Regions from separate parts of the Mus musculus genome. Here region 2 is linked to region 1. Evidence: chromatin contacts called from public HiChIP or PLAC-seq data. All regions are on one chromosome and are shown on one strand. Each heading gives the region's core, a stretch centred on a gene start, on an enhancer-like site or on the middle of the called end of the contact. The rest is flanking DNA. Distances are from core to core; before and after follow the strand shown.

Evidence for each region. HiChIP or PLAC-seq counts read pairs in DNA pulled down with a chosen protein or histone mark.
Region 2: a contact with region 1 is called in an H3K4me3 HiChIP or PLAC-seq map of embryonic forebrain, with 2.5 times the contacts expected there. The contact joins the promoter of Insyn1 here to the enhancer-like site in region 1. A contact is called at or near these places in 6 of 39 promoter capture datasets (the 3T3-L1 cell line, cranial neural crest, embryonic stem cells and 2 more), 1 of 15 datasets of contacts at CTCF or cohesin (the NIH/3T3 cell line), 5 of 484 Hi-C or Micro-C datasets (cerebral cortex, embryonic fibroblasts, embryonic stem cells and 1 more), 2 of 115 datasets of contacts at active chromatin or transcription factors (embryonic forebrain and forebrain) and 1 of 9 other capture datasets (embryonic stem cells).

The regions. Positions count from the first base shown.
Region 1 is chr9:58,044,864-58,050,907 of GRCm38.p6, reverse strand. The region is part of intron 11 of Ccdc33 (coiled-coil domain containing 33); the gene reads left to right. It overlaps Gm16130 (predicted gene 16130), which reads right to left. Exons shown (of 5, transcript NR_168941.1): 5 at 1,911-3,652. Among named protein-coding and RNA genes, the nearest start is that of Gm16130, 16 kb to the right of the region's middle. Within about 2 kb of position 2,152, at least 31 of the 459 cell types and tissues checked have an H3K27ac peak or open chromatin away from gene starts, as enhancers often do. A contact at or near this core is called in cerebral cortex, embryonic forebrain and forebrain, where this site is marked.
Region 2 is chr9:58,486,086-58,492,129 of GRCm38.p6, reverse strand. It overlaps Insyn1 (inhibitory synaptic factor 1), which reads right to left and starts at 3,527. Exons shown (of 3, transcript NM_176921.4): 1 at 2,891-3,527; 2 at 1,738-2,461. The coding sequence starts at 1,893.

The DNA of each region.
Region 1 (6,044 bases), core at 903-3,402:
AGGAGCTGTCCACTGTTCAGGAGACTTGCTAATGAGTATGTTCATGGGATCTTCTAGACTGCGCAGGGCAAGGGGAGACAGTACAGCTCACCCAGTACCTTCTCTCCAGAAGCCTGTCCTCAAGTGACAGTCACATAAAGATAACTCCATTCCAGGACACCTGTGCTCAGAAGCCCTGGGCCAGCAGAGAGACACATAGAGTATGGGAAAAGGGCATGACCAGGACCAGAACACAGTCTTCTCCCAGAATTGAATCCCAAGCTCATCTCTTCCTTTCTAGACCTCAGTTTCTTTATCTGTAAAATGGGGGGAACATAGCCCTCTAGGAAGGAGAGAGAAAGGGTGTAGTGCAGAGAACTGAAAGGCTGCTGGAATGTGGGCTGGCCAGCTCAGGACCTGGCCCAAGTACCTGAAGGATCTGGCTGAGAGATGCTGAGGAGTGACCACCCAGGGCAAGGGCCCCCAGAGGCAGGATAAATTACCCTCAGAGAGAGCTCCAAATCATTGGAAGACCTGTGCCTGGAAGTCCCCCTGCAGACCTTCCCTTCTCTGGGTCAAGCTGGGCTCTGATCTACGGGTGGGGTCCTGGATTTGATAACATCCTCTCCATCACACTTAATGAGGCTGGAGCAAGTGACTCTCAGCAAGATGCCAGCACTGCCCGGTGGTCCACTCCACGGACCATCCTGCCCTTGAGTAACTGGTGCTGGGCCGGCAAGGGTGTGGTGTCCACGGGAAATAAGGTAGAGAAGATGAGGTCATTAGTTCTTGGGGCTGAGTCATCAATTCTCAAAGAGGCACAGGCAGTGGACGCAGGGAGAGCTGGGGAGATTTGCTGACCTGGGCACTGGAGCTAGTCCCTTGTGCAAGCTGCCAGCCCTCTCATCCGACTCATGATACTAGGCACACAGTGCCAAGCCTATGTGTTAATACAGACAATTTCAGCCCCCAAACTTTTAGTCAGTTTTTCTTCCAACCTGATATTGTACAATTACGGTACTTAACCCCATCTTGTCACCAACTGGGGCCAACAACAGGAGTGGCCAGCTCAGGTCTAAGGCTCTAAGCCAGAGCCTGATCCCATAGCAGCCTGAGTCAGCCAGGCCTGTGACTCAGAACCCAGAAGTCTGCATCTTGATGCACATGCATCTTCCCCAGCCCCTCTGGAGTAGAGAGCTGCCTCAGTTTCCTAGTAAGCACAGAGACAGGCCAGAGCACACAAAAGTAGGAGAGAAACCCCACACACACCTCAATATTCAGCTACAAATGGATTGAAGCAACCAACTATGGGAGATGCTCTATCCCCTGCCTTAACCAATACACTGAATATCATCCCTCAACCGATTCTTGGGCTCCCCATCACCGACCCGAGCTGTTAGTGGGTTGGGGAGAGGACACTGTTCCCAGCTCACTTCTCCCTTGCCTGCCCTCTTTTCTTTTCACCCTATTCGGTTTCAGCCCACAGCCTCTTTTGTGTGTGCAAGGGTACACTGCCAACTTCAGGAGCATGGAGCCAGAAGCAGAAAGGGATTCTCAGGGCTAAAGGGGCACATTTTTCCAGCAGGCATCTCTGGTGGTCCCACTAACTCCTCACCAGAAGGGAAGGGCGGTGCCCAGAGGAGGGCCAGAACAGGACAGCAAAGGAGGGCTGCGTTAGAGCACAGAAGGCCCCATGCAGAAGCCCCTGCTGCTCAAGGACACAGTCTCCTGTCCCTCCTTCCTGCTCTGTGACTCTATTAGAATGTACTCCTGTGTGCCAGATTAAATGCTGCTCAGTACAATCCAATTTTCTCTTGATACAGACCAGAAAATCATACACACACACACACACACACACACACACACACACACACACACACACACACACACAGTGTTAAATATCCAATCGAGCCTACAGATAATAGACAACAGCCAGTTCACTCCCAGTTTAATCAGATAAAATGCCCATTTATCGGCTCCTGCCGATGCAGACACCCCGTAGCCAGCCAGCTGTGGGAGTATAGCAAAGAGTATTTAGACTGCGTCTTTAAATCTTCAAGGGGGGTATGGGGGGACACTGCACACAGGGGACTAATTATCCTTCCGCCCTTAGCCAGCTCTTATTCAAACAGACAAAAGGGGGCTGCAGCCTTGGTGGTGCTAAGCCGGCAGCAGAATTATTTTTGTTCTCAGATATGCAAATATGTGGGCTTCAGGGACTGCACTGAATAGCAGTAGCTCAGGGACTGCAAGTGGCTGTTTTAGGGCTACTGGAGGCATCTCAGCTTCCATATCAGGCTCTGTGGACACCCCCTCTTGATCCCTACTTTGCTGGTGGTGGGCTGTGAAGCTAAAGGTGAAAGCCTCTTCCTTTTGTCTTCCCTCTTCTTTATGGGATGAGAGACCCTCACGGAGCTCTGGGGACTGAGTCTGGATGAGCCCTCCTCTCCTTGGCCCACCTCCTTCTTGAGACACAGCTCATTCAAAGCACAGATATCCATATCTGCTTGCTATCTTCCTTGGTTCTCCACTGCCCCCAGTGAGTCCCTAAAGCTCTGAAGTCTGGGCCTAAGCCCTCACAAGAACCCAGAATAATCTTCTCACCCTAACACAGCTCTTGGCACCCCACCAAACATATCAAACACCCTTGCTGGCAGCTTGCTGACCCAGGGTTCCTGCTAACCGTTCCACCCCAGTCAGAGCTCAGAGAAATCTCCATCTTTTACTGCTAAACAGGGGGAATACCCCATAGGTTGGCTGTGTAAGGCTTGGTTGTCTAGAAAGGGCTCTCTGAGCTATAAAAAGCCTGGGTGAAGAGGACAGTTGAGGAAGGAATCTTGGGGACCAGGCTTCATCTCTCTCACTTTCCAAGACCCTATATGACAGTGGTCAGGGCTGCTCTGAAAAATCTTACACCCCACTCTTTGACCACTCAACTTAGGGGGAACCTGCAGCTGAAAAGGAAGAGGATGTGGCAGAGACAGGACACTAAGCAAGCTTGATAAGATTGTCCTGGGTTTGAGATGGGCAAGGGCCATCCCCTGACACTCAAGGAGAATACCCCCCAGGCAAAGCGAGCTACCCTCTGAACTGTCTGGCTCTTGGTCAGTTTGATACAAATCTAAGACATAACTGGGAAGCAGTCTTAATTGAGAGCATGCCTCCAGATTGGCCAATAGGCAAGTCTGTGGGGTGTCATCTTGATTAATGATTGATATGGAAAGACCCTTCCACAGGGGGCAGTGACCACTGGGCAGGTGATCTGAGCTGTATACGAAAGTAGGCTGAGCAAGCCTCCTTCATGAAACACTCTTCCGCGGCCTCTGTATCAGCTCTGCCTCCAAGTTTCTGCCTTGAATTCCTGCCCTGATTTCCCTGGACGATGTAAGCTGAAATAAACCCTTTTCTCCCCAAGCTGCTTTTGGCCACAATGCTTTTATCACAGCAGTAGAGACCTAACTAAGACACCCATTCAGCCCCTCTCGGTCACTGCCAGATGCCATTGGGTGTTCCCTGCCTGGAAAGACCACAGGACCTGATGCATCAGTTGCATTTCTCGTTGCTGTGTGAAATCCAGACAAAAGCATCTTCAGGAAGAAAGGGTTTAACCTGGGTTGTACGGACGGCGAGGGTTCAGTGGACGGCCACAGGAAGCACCCGTCACGTCGCATCCCTAGTGAGGAAGCAGAGATGAGTGATGTCACCCAACTTCCTTTCTCTGTTTTATTTACCTAGGACCCCAGCTTGTGGAATGGGGCCACCTATAGTTAGGGGGATTCTTCCCAACACAATCAACCTAATCTAGAAACTGCCTCACGGATGTGACAGAGGTTTGTCTCCTAGGTAATCCCAGATCCTGTCAAATTGACAAAGTAACCAACACAGGACTAACACTGGCTAGGGATTCCTGCAGGAAGACTCTCAGGGATAGGGAGGGTGAAGTGTGAAGGGGATAGTGACGAGAAGAGGCTACGTGACAGGCCAGGCACGAAGGAGCTCTCAAGGGACCCTTGAGCCCTGGGATGAAGCCTCACCAGGCCAAGGTAGATACAGGTTTCTGGAAGCTCGACCAGGACACCAAAAACCAAAGCACTATGTGAGGCTGTGGATAGCCCAGGTGAACTGGAGGCTTTCCACAGCACAGGGCTGAGACAACGGGGCCTGGGCTAAAGGCTGGAAAGCTGAGCATTGTGAAATCAGAAGGGTACTGGCTCAGAGCCCTCAAGAGACAGTGCAGGTGGAGTCTGCGAGGTGTGTGGGACATGCTCCATACTCAGACAGAACACCTAGTTACCCAAGAATCTCTCAGGTGTGCCAGCCTCTCTCTGAGAAAGCCCCTGGAGCAAGCGTGTCTGACTCTCTACAAAACTCAGACTCAAGAAGTAGAAACAAGTTTTATACATATATATCACATATATGTGATATATACAAATACATATCCCAAAAATCCCATGATGCTTTGAGTAAGTGTATGGTTTGATGTTGAGCCACCTCCGTAGCTATCCTAGAGAGCTAAGTCCTCTGGCTACAGGGCAGACATAGACATGCCTGTTCTGAGTCTGCACCTCCTGGGTCCTCCTGTCAGCTGACCCAAGACTGGCTGACGGAAGCTCAGGGGGACCAGGTCTCACATACTGTACCACCAGCTGCCCATGACACCTGAGCCCCTGTCACCTCAATGCATCCACCAGTACACACACACACACACACACACACACACACACATACACATACACTCACACACACACAGGCACATACATACATGCACATGTTCAAGGGGATCTTTGAGTCTCCAAAAGGCTCAGATATGCACCCAGAGCTCCTTTCCTTAGACAGAGACCAGGCAGAGACCTCCAGATTTCCTGCCCTCCACAGCCCCAACCCAGGCTTTCTCTTCTGGTCAGATGCCTCCTGGGGACAATGAATAGGAAGCCACAATCACACAGCTTCACAAGAATAATTCAGGGGAGGGGGTAAAATTGCCTCCAATTAAAGCCTGGACTGTATGCTCTCCTAAAGAGAATGTGCAAAGGAGCAAGTGGGTGACTTGCTCGCCACAGGAGCACAGCTGCTATCCTCCAGGTCAGCTGACTGGCTGGTGGAGAGAGCTTCCGGGTTCCGACTGTGGTGGGAAAGACCAGGCCTGTAATTGCAGCTGGTGATGCAGATGAAAGGGACAGACAGTTCAGTGAATGTAATTACTCTTTTGTTAATTCACACCTAGAAGGCAGGAGCGAATGAGTGAAGCCAAACCTGTCTCTGGCAAGGCTGCAGTGGTCCTTATGTCAGCCAGGAGTGGGAGAGGTTGGGCCATCATTTTGTGGTTGGGGCGATTTCCTCATATTTTGATGTGATGTGCAAAAGAAGAGCCCCCAAGGTCCGACTGTGGCCAGACAGCATTACATTCAGATGGTACATGCTGGACACAGATAGACTTAATCTTCTTACAACCCTTTCCTCACTCTATAGGAGTTAAACTGAGGCACAGAGAGGTGAGGTGTTTCCTGGAGTCAACAGTAACTGGACAAATTGGATCATGAATCTAGAGCTCTCTGACTGCAAAATCCCTTTCACGTCCTTTCTTTAGCCTAGGAGCCTGAACCCCGCCTGCTCCTCCGGACACATAGCCCCAGCCTGACCCAGGCATCCCAACCTGGGCCCCTTCCACGGGAAGGCCCAGCAAGGCTGCTGTGAATCAGCCATTCCTGTCCAAGCTGGTCCCCAAGAGCCTAGAGGTGTGAAGGGTAATGAGGCCCCGTAATTAAGGCTTCTGGAGACATGGCTGGGAGATTTATAGACAGGCTTTGTCAATAACCGCGCTCTGGGCTGTGGATCCAGGGAGACATCGATAAGTGCTCGTTAAGGCTTCTCCCTGCTCCCTGCCCTGTCCCCCTCCAGCCCCTCCCCTCCTGTCAGCCGCCTGTTCACAGCGCCTGTGTACGCAGGCTTTGCTCAATTAATTTGCACTTGTTGGCACCATCTGTGCTTTTCATGTGTCCTTATCAAGAGCTTCTGGGCCATGCATCCCTCTCAGGTGGGCTGCAGAATAGACACAAGCAGCCTTC
Region 2 (6,044 bases), core at 2,278-4,777, 440 kb before region 1:
AAGTATGAAAGGGATGATGGAGGTGTCTACAAGCTCCATCAAGTAACCCTGGCACTTGGGCACCACGGCTCAAGCATCAGGCATCTCTTAGAAGCTGTCATAATGCTGAGGTTACACAGTAGCCCGCCTGCCAAGGCTTCAAATAGGCATTGGGAATCTTGAGTTCTAGGCTCAAGTTTGTTATGGATGGGTTGTATGGCTCTAGGCAAGCCCCTATTCCTCTCTGGGCCCCAGTTTCTTCAATAGTAAGTGGACAGGGCTTGTCTGAACTACCTGTGAGATCCCTCCAAGTTCTGGATGACTACGCTGAGGAAGAAGAAGCAGCAGTCTGGAAAATGCCCCATTGGGAGTTGTACTGAGGCTGACCCCTCGGGATTGTAGACAGTATAGGCTCCTGTTGGGTTCCATGTCCCTGCTTGAGATTGAGACTTTTGATAGTTCCCATGGCCCTGATAAAACTGCAGAGCATCCAGAATAAGACAGACTAGGAGAGGACACCCTAATCCTTCGGCTTCATGAGATCAGAGGAAAGGTTGTTTAGGGGCTGTGGTCTTTGGCATCCAAACTGTATTATGGAGCCCAGAGCACAGCAGCCCAGCCTATGGGCAGAAGCACTACCACCTCGAAGTCCTGTCTTCAGAGGCCTGACTCCAATTCACAGCTCCCTTCAAACAACCCCTCGCCCTGGCTTGGATTCAGGCCATGCTGGAAAGCCACAGGGCTCAAAGCTTGCCCCTCTCCTCAGTTTCCTACAGCCTCCTTCCCCAAACACAGCTGGTGGGGGAGCTTGAAGCCATATCTCAGAATGATCCATTCTCCCACTATCTCTGCAGGGGCCTTGGTTACAAGCAGTTGAAAGTTGCCTAAAGCCCACCTGGCTGGTGAAATGGCACCCAGCGGGCGAATTCAGGCCAGCGGCTCAGAATGCTGGTCATGCATTTTGGACTTGAACACAACCCAGGGGGCAGGGTGGAAGACATGTGTACCTCATTACTCCAGCAATGTGGGAAGCAGTAATTAAACTAGGTTCTGCTTAGAAAGACAGAGAGGCTTTCTCCGTGACTTTTTGGTCTTTGCAAAAAACCACCCAGAAGCATGTCCTGCAAGGGGGTGGGATGGGGGTGGGGACTCAGCTCCGTTAAAAAAAAATTAATCTTTTTTTAAATGTATGTACAGAGAAGGACCTCTGATCCTTACCAGAATCTCCCAGCCACCTTTTAACTCCAGGGCAGGGAGGTTACAGCTGGTCTTAACTCCTCCTGCTTTTGGAATATCTGATCTTTTGAGCTGATAAATCTTTTTGAGCTGGGCCTCAAGCAATGAGGATTGACCAGACAGTCATCCACACTCTCCTAGAGTCCTTGCTCAGAGTCTAGGAGGTAAACAGTGGGGTCAAGGGACAGACAACTTGGGTTTCAGAAGAATGTGTCCCATTAAGAATAGAGTAGGGCAGATTTAGTCCTCACTGAGCACCCGGAGTACTAACCATAGAGATGGGCCCACTGACAGCTGCTCGGTCTCTGCCACACCAAGGCCCCATCACCAGCTCTGGGGATAGGGATTTTTAAGCAAACCAGATTTGAAGTAAGGAGAATGGAAAGGGGATGGGTGCTCAGTGGAAACAGGCCATGTGCACATAGCATTGCACACTCAAGACACAGGCAAATGCTTTACTGCTGAGCCCAGCCAGTCAGGGTGAGGGGGGTCTGTGTGGCCCCTGCTGGCCTCTTAACTCACCTCCCTCAGCTCCTTAGCCACTTCTTTGAGTTCTCTCAGGATGCCTTCAAGTTGCCCGATGACCATCTTCATGCGCTGTCGAATCCGCTCTCTCTCTCCACCACTGTTGGGGTCGTCACTGGGCTGCCCGAGGTCCGGGGCACCCCGAATGTTCATCCTTCACCACGTGGCCGCAAGCCTGCCCATACTCGCCCCAGCGGGGCACACGCTTCGTCTGCCTCCACGGAGCCCCCCTCGGCCGGGCAGAGCTCCACATTTTAACGGCCCCCCAGCCTACCCTGGCCTTGGGCGGCCCTCACCCAGCCCCTGCAGCCTGCCACTCCACCTACTCGCCTCTGGGTGGGGGATGGAGCACCCAGAGGGAGACAGAGTCTGACAGGGTGGGAGGGGGGTCAAGGTGAGGACACAGGAGGGCAAGGGGAGGGGCCTTAGGGCCCAAGAACAGCTTCCAGGACTTGAAGTGCCTATGGTGTACAGAGCTGATCTTTGCCCGAATCTGGATGCGGAGGCAGGGGGATGATTCTGCAAGGACTAAGGGTAAGAGATGCCCTTGGGATGGGGGAAGGCAGCAATCCCCTCGCAACTCCTAGGCAGTTACAAAGGCAGAGGTCTCTAGATGCAGCTGAACCAGCACAGGGACGGTGATCAGGATCTTCCAGATGTGGAGGGGGCTCCAGATGTGAACAGCACTGGAGAGGGAACTGGATTGGAGGAGGGCAGCCCCCTGCAGAAAGAGCGAGCCTGGCGTCAGCCCTCCCAGGCTGCTGCACCAGCCTGCTGCTGCTGCCTCCCTCTTCTCTCTGCCTGCACCCTCCTTCCTAGCTGGAGATTTATTTATTTATTTATTTATTTATTTATTTAGTGGGGAGGGGTGGTGGAGGCAGATAGTTTTCAACACCCTTCTTCAACAGAAGAGTGGAGGAGCCCCTGTTTTAGAGGAATGAGCCCTTAGCCTCCTCTGGAGCACTCTAGCCGTGGTGCACCCCCCGCCCCCAGCCACCAACCAAGCTTGGCCAGACTGGTTTAGCACAGGGCCTCTCCAGCTCTCCAACCTTCTTTCAATGCCCACAGGGTGCCCTCCTTCCCAGAGGACCCTTTCTCCCCCAACCCCGCCTTCCCTCCGAACCCTCCGAAGCTGGACTCCCCTACTCACCAAGGGTGGGGGCAGTGGCCTTTCCTCTAAGCAGTGTCGGGGCCGAGCCACAAGACGAGGTTGGGGGGCCCCCAAGGCTCCCTAGGGCGGGCTTCTCTCTCTGGACCCTTCGGCTCCTGGCCTCAGGAAGGTCTTCCGAGCGGTGACCGGAGACATCTGGGCGGTGGGAGGGGGCGGGGCCTCCGCGCTCCGGGGAAGGGGGCAAAAAAAAAAAATCCCCAAAAATCTCCTCACCACGCTCGCCAGGCTCCCGGTCGCGAGGGTCCGGCGAGCTCGGAGGCCCCGAGGCCACAGGTGACCCGAGCCGAGGTGACACCGGTCCGGTCCAGGCGACTAAGCCAAAGTCGGAGGGCTGGGGAGGGCGCCGGGATCCCCTCAGCCCACGCCCGGCATTCCCCGGGCTCCACAGGGTTCGCGATTCTCTCTGTCCATTCTAGATGGGCAGGTCTGAGCCCCTCCGGGGTCTGTCCTGCCTTTGCCTTGCTCTGCCCTTCCCGAGCTGGCACTGCTAGGTGTCCGGGGTGTACTCAGCCGGGACCCAGAATGTCCGTGCTCCGGCCCGGGCGACGTCTGGAGCGGCCGCAGAAACCGCTCAGTCCAGCCCGGCAGTCGGCTCCATCAACGGTGGGGAAAGTCCGGATTCCTTCGCGTCTCGGGGGAGGGGAAGCAGCCGTGGCCAGGGGGACCCGGTGTCGAGCACAGCGGAGATGAGTGCACGAGGTCGGGGGGGCCTCAGCACGGCGGGGCTCAGCCGAGGAAGCAAAGGAAAGCAGAAGGGGGCGAGCGAGACGCCAGGGAGGCGATGGAGGAGGCGCGCCGGGCCCGGCCAGGCACACCGGGCGCGCAGCCTCCGCTCGGCTCCACCGCCTCCAGCGCGCTCGCTCACGGCTCCGCGCCTCGCGGCCCGGGGCGCCGGGTAGCTGCCGATGGGGCAAACGAGGCACCGGGGCTGCTCGGGCCTTTCTCCCCGGCTGCTTCGCCCTCGCCCTGCCCTGCCCTGCCCTGCCCACCCGGCTCCGCGGGCCTGGCCCGCTTACCCCGAGCGCCGCCGCGCCCCGCCGGACTGGCCGCCCGGCCGGGCGCAGGCTCCCTCAAAGGCCGCCGGGCTCGCGCGGCTCCGCTCGCCTCGGCGCTGGCAGTGAAGGGGCCGGCCCCGCGCGCCGGGAGGGAGCTTTTAAAGCGACACACACGCCTCCCAGCGCCCAGAACCGAGCGCGCGAGCCGGGGGGTCTCACCACCCTAGGGAGCGGGTTGGACTGGGCGCCAGCGGACCTGGAGGAGAACTAGCCCGGCCACTGCCCGCTGCCCTGGGCGCACAGAGGCCCAGACTTGACTCCAAGTTCCTTCACCTCCTTTTTACACAATCCCTTGACCCTCCTCCCCTCACGGTGGTGCGTCCCGGGGTTCCCCTTCTGGCTGTTACCCTCCTCTGCCATCATACCTCAAACTGTCCCAAATCTTGTGTCAGTTCAGTAAATAGAATCCAGCCAACCTTTACTGAACACCTATTGTGTGCCACGCTCTGGCCGAGAGGGAGGGCAGAGTGGGTGCTGGGCTGTTTCTGAAGGTTCTGTTCCCCTAGTTCTTCACCTAAGTTTTCAACATATTTTTGTTCTCTCTCTCTCTCTCTCTCTCTCTCTCTCTCTCTCTCTCTCTCTCCCTCCCTCCCTCCCTCCCTCCCTCCCTCCTTCCTTCCTTCCTTCCTTCCTTCCTTCCTTCCTTCCTTTTCTTTCAGGCCCTGTTGAGGAGGAAATATCGAGGAAATTTCCCCATGAGGACATTCTTGAGTAAACTGAAGGGTGGTGCATGTAGTTCTAGGAGCGTTGCTAACTTGGCAGGTATGGGGTAACTAGGAGGAAGCACAGGCCACCCCCACTCCCCCAAGTTCTTCCCAGGAATTCAACCCTTGAGCTGAATCTTAACAGAAGATTCAGTGGGAGTCCCGGTGACCGGTGACCTTGCCCTGGGGAAGGGAGGAATCTGCTTCCTAGAGGGAAGGAAGATAGGGGGAAGGAACCACTCAGGAGCAAATGTGGGGGAGGGCAAGTTTCAGTCTAAGTGGCCCTGTTGGTGCCACTGGGAAGACTGTATGAAGTGGAACAGAGAAAAACCAGATCAGGAAACAGGAGGCTGTGGACAGAAGCTTGGAATTTAGACCTGGTGGTGGTGGAGTACACCTTTAATCGCAGCACTTGGGAGGCAGACAAGTGGATCTCTGTGAGCTCGAGACCAGCCTGGTCTGCCAGAGTCAGGGCTGTTACACAGAGAAACCCTGTTTTGGAAAACAAACCAAACCAAACCAAAAAAAAAAAAAAAAAAAAAAAAGCACTTGGAATTTATCCTTTGGCAGAAGGGGCCTGTGCAGATTTGGGGGGCAGGAGGAGGAAGTCAGGTCCTATCTGCCCTCCTAAGGGACCCCACTAAACTCCCAAAAGTCAATGGTGGGTTTGAGGAGGCCACAAGCCAGGTGCTCCATTAGGAAGTCCTAACTGAGCTGAGGGAGGCCAGCAACAGGGATGTGGAGGAAGGGGTGCTCTTGGTGACATCACTTGGTGACTTCCTGAGAGACTCTGAACTTTGAGAACTAGGGGGAGGCACACTTGAGCTTCTGGTTTATAGCTTGTTGGGCTGAGTAAATGGTTGTGTGCATCTGAGCCTTCTGGGGTGAAGGGCAGAAGTCTGGGACAGGTTGAAAGAATCAGAAGGAAAATAGACCCCTGTTCATAGAAGGTCTGTGGCTTGACAGTGGTGGGCTACGACCTTTGCTTTGGCTCATGCTCAGAGAGGAGAAGATAGTAAGCAGGTTAGCTATGCAGAAGTAACATTAGCAGCATCAGGACCAGGCTGGCTGCCTAGAAGACTCTAGGACTGAGATGGGGAAGGAACATTCACAGAGGTAGGAGTAGAGCCCAGGGAGTGGAGTTGTGGGTCTGACCTAGAGAGGCTTGCCTCAGTGGTGTCAAAGGCTGCTCGAGAGAGAAGGAAAGCAGAGTGCTCATTGGCCTTCACACTTAGGAAGCCATGGTGACTGGCAGGGACAGTTTTCTGTGTGTAAGTAGGTGAATGGGAGTGACAAGAGCCAAATTGTTGGGCATTTAGGACTGAATGGCTGGTGAGGAAGACATTTCAAAAGCTGGGTAGACAGGAGGTGGAG